2 separate regions of the Gossypium hirsutum genome follow, and region 1 is linked to region 2. A link is a contact called in public Hi-C data. All regions are on one chromosome and are shown on one strand. Each heading gives the region's core, a stretch centred on a gene start, on an enhancer-like site or on the middle of the called end of the contact. The rest is flanking DNA. Distances are from core to core; before and after follow the strand shown.

Region 1 (2,938 bases), core at 208-2,707, 150 kb after region 2:
AATAACTATTAGAATTTAAATTACATCAAAACTTTATATTGATCATGATGAACATCCACTTAATAATATATTCATAACATTCCTAACTTATTTTGAATTATTAATTAGCTGTTGATATATTCATTTCTCACTTTCTTTCTTTCTCTTATGAAAAAAATGGTATTCCCTACAAAGAACATAAGATAACCAAAATTGGCCTAAAACCAAAACATCAAACTCAACAATGACTTTAACGTCTTAGCACCTTAAATGTGAACTTGACGGGAGTACACCAAATCAACCTCAATGCCTCGTGCCATCAAAATTCACTAAAAACCAATCATGCCAAATAGACAGAATGTTGAAACAGATTCCCAAACCTATGAAATATTTTCAAGAAAGAAAATAGCCATCTTCTTTTTTTTTCTTGACTGCGAAAATATCTCCACGAAAACATGTCATAATTCCTTCGACAACTACTTCCAAACTCAACAATTCATTCCATGGACAAAACTTGTTCCTGAACCACGTTAGGAGCATATACTTAGACCATACACATCCAAAATCATAACAAATTAATATCACTAACTTGGCTTCTGCCCAAAACTTCTCTGTTCCAATAAAAAATCCACCAACACAAACAAAAAAAATGACAAATCCAACACTCTTTGTAGACATCAACTTTAAAATAAGCACATACACTCCTCTCCTTTCTCCATCAAAGAACCCTTAAATACTCCACTGCCCCTCAATAAATTGTTTCCATGAAAGAACCTCTTTCCATAACAAATTCAGTTCAGCACACTTCATGACGTAAATCAATATAAATCTTCTTCTTTCATGGCATTAATTTAATGAATCATCACCGACTCTCAAGTCAGCACCTTACCAATAAAACTCATCCATTCCTGAATCTTCTGTCACTTTCTAATGATCGTCAGTTAATCCCAACAATTTCCTAAGTTCCCATGCTTCTGTCGCTTCTTTCCGAATTACCTTTTTACGATTACAAAAATCCGAATCAGATAAACGACTCATTTGCGAAATTCCCTCTTGGTGAGGTAGGCTTTGGAAATCTATTTTTCATCTTTCTATCTTTTCCTTTTTTTTTCCTTTGCCCCCAGCTTAGCCAACCTACATTCTTCTACTTCATATAAAGATTTCACTTTTCTTGCCTATTTTTTTATGAATACCAGACAGCTGCTCTATCGCTTTCCTATTCAATGAAAACCCACAATCATCAACCTATGAATCCTCGTTGATACACGGGGAATCTTCATTATTTCTCACCTCCCCGCACACTCTCTCCTCCGGCGACACTGTTGATGTGTTATCTTGAAAGGAAACTTGTTTATGTCGATTTTCAATCACATTAGAAGGATTATTCTCCAATAAAACTCTAACAGGGGAGTGTGACCTAGGAGAGCCTACAACAAAGTTCAAGGCCCCAATATCGTCCACACAATCCTGTTCCCAAACCATCTTATTAACAATCCTTTCCAAATTACCTCCCTTACTATTGTTACAAAGCCCAGAATGACATCCTCTAATGTCAAGCCCAATGTCATCAATCATAAAATCCACCCCAAGATGTCTCCCCAGCAACCTTATCATCATTAATCCTGTCTATCAGTTGCAATGTCACCTCCTGACAAACTTATTCATGCTCCGCCTTAACACAATAATTCATACCAGCTCCAGTCTCCCCATTAATGTCCTCAGAAAAGCTCCCATCAATATTCCGAGTCTTTTCCTTGTTCCCAAGGCCATCCCATTCTCCCATGTTCACCGGAGATCCATCCCAGGAATCGATCTAATCAGCTTCCTTGCCATCAGCCACCTCTGTCCTAGCGCCGTTGTTTATAGACTCAGAAGACATAGACACCCGTTCGATCTCTCAGTTGCATATGATATTTGGTAAAATGAAAGTAGCAGATTCAGAGACTCAAACCATGAAAGAATAATTACCAACTCGTAATTCAATAACCTCATCAATATTATTTAAGTAAGGAGTCACTAGTTGGCTTTGTGGAAAGATTTAGGGCTCAGAGTATCCTCGTCAACAGCAACATATTCACCCACTTTTTAATAATTCTTCGGAAAGTAGAGGGACACCATGCTTGTAAAGGAATACCAAAACATGAGATCCATACCCTACGGGTTTCAATTTTTAGCTTTTCTGACCAAGCCTTTGATACGGTTGTTTTCCAGAAGATTGAAGAAAAAAGAGTTGAGAGAAGAGAACAAAGGGTAGAGAAAGAAAGGCAACAAGATTTTCATTCTATAACTAAACTCGTAACTGTTTTTCCATATCGCCTTCACTGCTAAAAGGTCAATAAGAGCGTTACAGACGTTTTGAAAATCGGTTAAGGCTATTATGTTAATAGCTGTGCTCATGAAATGCATCATTTCACTTAACGACTAATACTCTCGTACACTTAACAAAACGCACCGTTGAATCCTTAACAAAAACTCATCATTTAACTTAAACTTAGACACTAAATATCACTTTTAACTAAAAAAATAACAGAAAATAAAGCAGTCCATAACAAATATTTCCAAGGTTGAAAGGATCCTTGTCCTTAAGGATCAAAAGCAGGGAATCGTTGCTGCAAGTCAAGACAAAGCATACTCAGCTTGGGGTCATCCTGCTAAGAGTGTTGCACTCTAGTTAACAATTCAGAGATAATTGAATTGCCAACCATTTGAAGTAACTGTCCAGCTGAGCCTGAAGGTTGTCTGGAAAGGGCATCTCCCAGCACATTGCTTCTACCCTTCCTGTACATCACATCAAGTCATAGCCTAACGTCTTGGCCACCCATATCTGTTAAAAAAGAGAATAGCCTGCTGATCATAAAGGAATATAAAACTTTAGTGGTCAGTTCTGATTTAAAAGTGGCAGCCAATCAAGCAGGGATGCCATTTCTTGACAGCAAGAAGGACTGCCAGTATTTCCTTT
Region 2 (3,109 bases), core at 369-2,868:
ATATAGAATAAATACCAAATCACCAAAGATAGTTCATAAAGTTCCATATTATACAAAGTATAAGTGTAACCTCATCGAATGATAAGATAAGAACAAAGGACTATACCTTCGAGTACCCAAAATCACATATCTTAAGCCGAGGAGCTGGACTTCCATCTAGCAAAGTGTTTTCCAACTTTAAATCACGATGGCATACTTGCTTCACCAAGTAAAACAAACCAAAAACAAAATAACCTATCAGGTTACACATAATACAATTCAAGGCATAGACAAATGGATAAATTGTAACTACCATCGCATGGCAATAACTAACGCCGGATATAAGCTGTTGGAAGAAGAACCGAGCCTGCACCAAAATAACGGATATATACAAGTTAAAGACAAAACAAAAGGGGGACATAAAATTGAATGCTAAATATAAGAAAATAAACCTCGTCCTCATTGAACCGACCCGCAGCACAAATCCGCTCGAAAAGCTCACCTCCGGAGGCATACTCCATTGCAATGGCAAGATGAGTAGGTGTTAAAATAACCTAAAGTATCAATGTCTATAGTTAGTTCATCAAACACTACCTTAATTTTTACAAAAAAATATTATAAATAACAGTAAACTGAGTCAAGAACTAACGTTACCTCTTTAAATCTAACAATATTCGGATGCCTCAATGATCTATGATTAATAATTTCTCTTTGAACATTTTCATCTATCTGTAAAACGACAAGGTAGCACAAATTTAATGCCAAAATTACAAATTAAAAGGAAAAAAAGAAGAAGAAGTTAGTGAAGTAATTGAGCTTTGGGAAAACAGAAAAGTCGGTATCTTCTTTTATTTTTTGGATTGATAATTAATTATTATACTACCAAATAAAACATTTCCGAAATTAGCAAAATTAATATAACTCCCGACAATAAATTGCAACAAGTTAGGAACAAAAAAGAAGAGAGAAAACATTATCTTCAATAAATATCGTAATAATCGAAATGAGTATATTTCCATAAATAGACCAAAAGCACAGAAAGGAAAGAGATCGTTGTTTTTGAAATAAGAAGCTAAACCTTACGGCCTCTTTCGATGTACTTGACAGCGACGAGCTCCTTGGTAACCTTATCTCTCATAAGTCGAGCAACTCCGAAATTACCAGATCCGATATCTCTAACGAAATCGTAACGGTCACTGTCGTGCATAATCGGCATATCCATAGCCGGTCCGACCGTCAAGTCTGCTCGATCCATTTTTGTCTCTCTTTTTTTCAGTTTCTGATTCTACCCCCTTCAAAGAAAGAACTCAGGACCACATCACCGGACTCAGTGGCTTCTTGGACGAATCACTGAGTTAAACGAGTCGGTTAATAATAACAACAAGAAGAAGAAGAAGGGAAGGAAAGGTTATTAGTTGATCGGCGATTGATAAGAGTGGTTCAGGGAGGAGCGGAGCTTTTGGGGAAGAGGAAGGGGGGGATAATGCCAAGGAAATATCTGGTAGAGGCAGAGGAGGATAAGAGGAGTACGGCGTCGTTTCGAGGTTGTTGCGTAGTGGGTAACCAATAGGATTGGCTTCTTTTTATGGTTGTCTTATTATTTGTTGATTAGTTTTTATTATTGGATAAGAAAATAGAATGACTTAAATGTCCTTTATTTGGATAATATTTTAAAGCAGAGTGAGTCACGTGATTTTGCAAAATGCTAAGACAATTTTTATTCGGTATTTATGCCGTCTTTTATCTGTAAAAACTGATCGGACGGTTTTGGCTTTATCATTGTCCAAATTAACACGCAACCATCTCATTTTTTATGATTATCTTTTTGCCTTTTGTTTTTCTAGAAACTGCTCTCTCTTCTTCTTCTTTTTTTTTGTTAAAAATAGATTTTAATTTTTTTAAAAATATCATCTATAATAATATTGAAATTAGATTGCGTTTTTAATTGATGAAATTGAAAAGCATGTGAGAGCATGAGAGTTAGCGTGTAGAACACGCATAGGATAATTCCCTGAAAAGGATGTTTTGGTAAAATCGGGTGGAATAGATTGTCCCCATTCGTGGGCAAAACGGCCTTGGGAACAAAGGAAAGTTTCTGACTTCCAAGCAGTATTTTTCCAAGTAAAGAAAACTGGCATATGATAAGGATAGATTCCATGCGCACAATGAATAACTATGTCAAACTCATTTATAATCTATAATTTACCAAACTCTCCATTATATTATTAAATTCCCAATTAAAATTAAAAAATATTTTATGAAAGTAGATTTATTCCTCATATATTTGAACTAAATTCAAATTTTGGAGTCAACATTTTTAAAAGATTTTTCTGAATATTTCTTCCGCCCGAACACGATTAAGTTTAAACTGTAAAATAAAATAGACTTTGTATTCATATTAATTTACACTTATCATTTCATATTAATTATTATTTAATTAATTTTACAATTGTATACATATTATTATTTAATTGATTTTATAATTTTATATTAATTAAAATTAAGATTTAACACTTCAACTAGATACATTGGTATCAAAATAATTCTAGTATTAATGGACAAGTTCACACACAAAAAGAAAAATAATCTATTTTTATTATTTGATAGTTAATACCACTTACTTTGCACAATTGTGAATATTTTCACTTTTCTTGAAATATTATGCTTATCAACTAAAAATTATTTAATCAATTAATTTTACAATTATATACCAGACTAATTATTACTTTATTAAATTTACAACTGTTTATCAATTAAAATTAAGATTTAGCACTCAATCTAGTATAAAAATTTTTAGTATTTTTATAGGTGCGCACAAGTTTCCATTATTATTATTAGTTGATATATCCCACTTTCATTTTTATTTGATTTTCTTTTTGCCTTAAATTATTATTTGATATTTAATAACAGTTGTGAATATTTTTCCTTTTTCTTTTTTTGAAATATTATTGCTTATCAATTAATAATTATTTATATTAATGTAAAATGGAGCTTGTTGACATTGGTAAGCTAGACATACTTTTAAAATAATAAAATATTAAAATAATGATTCTTTAACAAGAAAATATTGAATCATATTTAAATGATAACGGCACCTGCTAGAAATAAAAAAAAATCTTAATGGATAGTA

The links. Hi-C and Micro-C count contacts between places; a contact is called where the count stands out from the background.
Region 1: a Hi-C map of leaf shows a contact between it and region 2, with 3 times the contacts expected there. The contact joins the enhancer-like site here to the promoter of LOC107945305 in region 2. A contact is called at or near these places in 10 of 34 Hi-C or Micro-C datasets (callus, fibers, hypocotyl and 1 more).

What each region holds. Positions count from the first base shown.
Region 1 is chrD12:13,602,119-13,605,056 of Gossypium_hirsutum_v2.1, forward strand. No RefSeq gene overlaps it. Among protein-coding and RNA genes, the nearest start is that of LOC107945302, 24 kb to the right of the region's middle. Within about 2 kb of position 1,458, at least 8 of the 9 cell types and tissues checked have an H3K27ac peak or open chromatin away from gene starts, as enhancers often do. A contact at or near this core is called in fibers, hypocotyl and leaf, where this site is marked.
Region 2 is chrD12:13,448,821-13,451,929 of Gossypium_hirsutum_v2.1, forward strand. It overlaps LOC107945305 (serine/threonine-protein kinase SRK2I), which reads right to left and starts at 1,619. Exons shown (of 9, transcript XM_016879263.2): 1 at 1,058-1,619; 2 at 634-708; 3 at 432-533; 4 at 293-346; 5 at 107-199. The coding sequence starts at 1,234.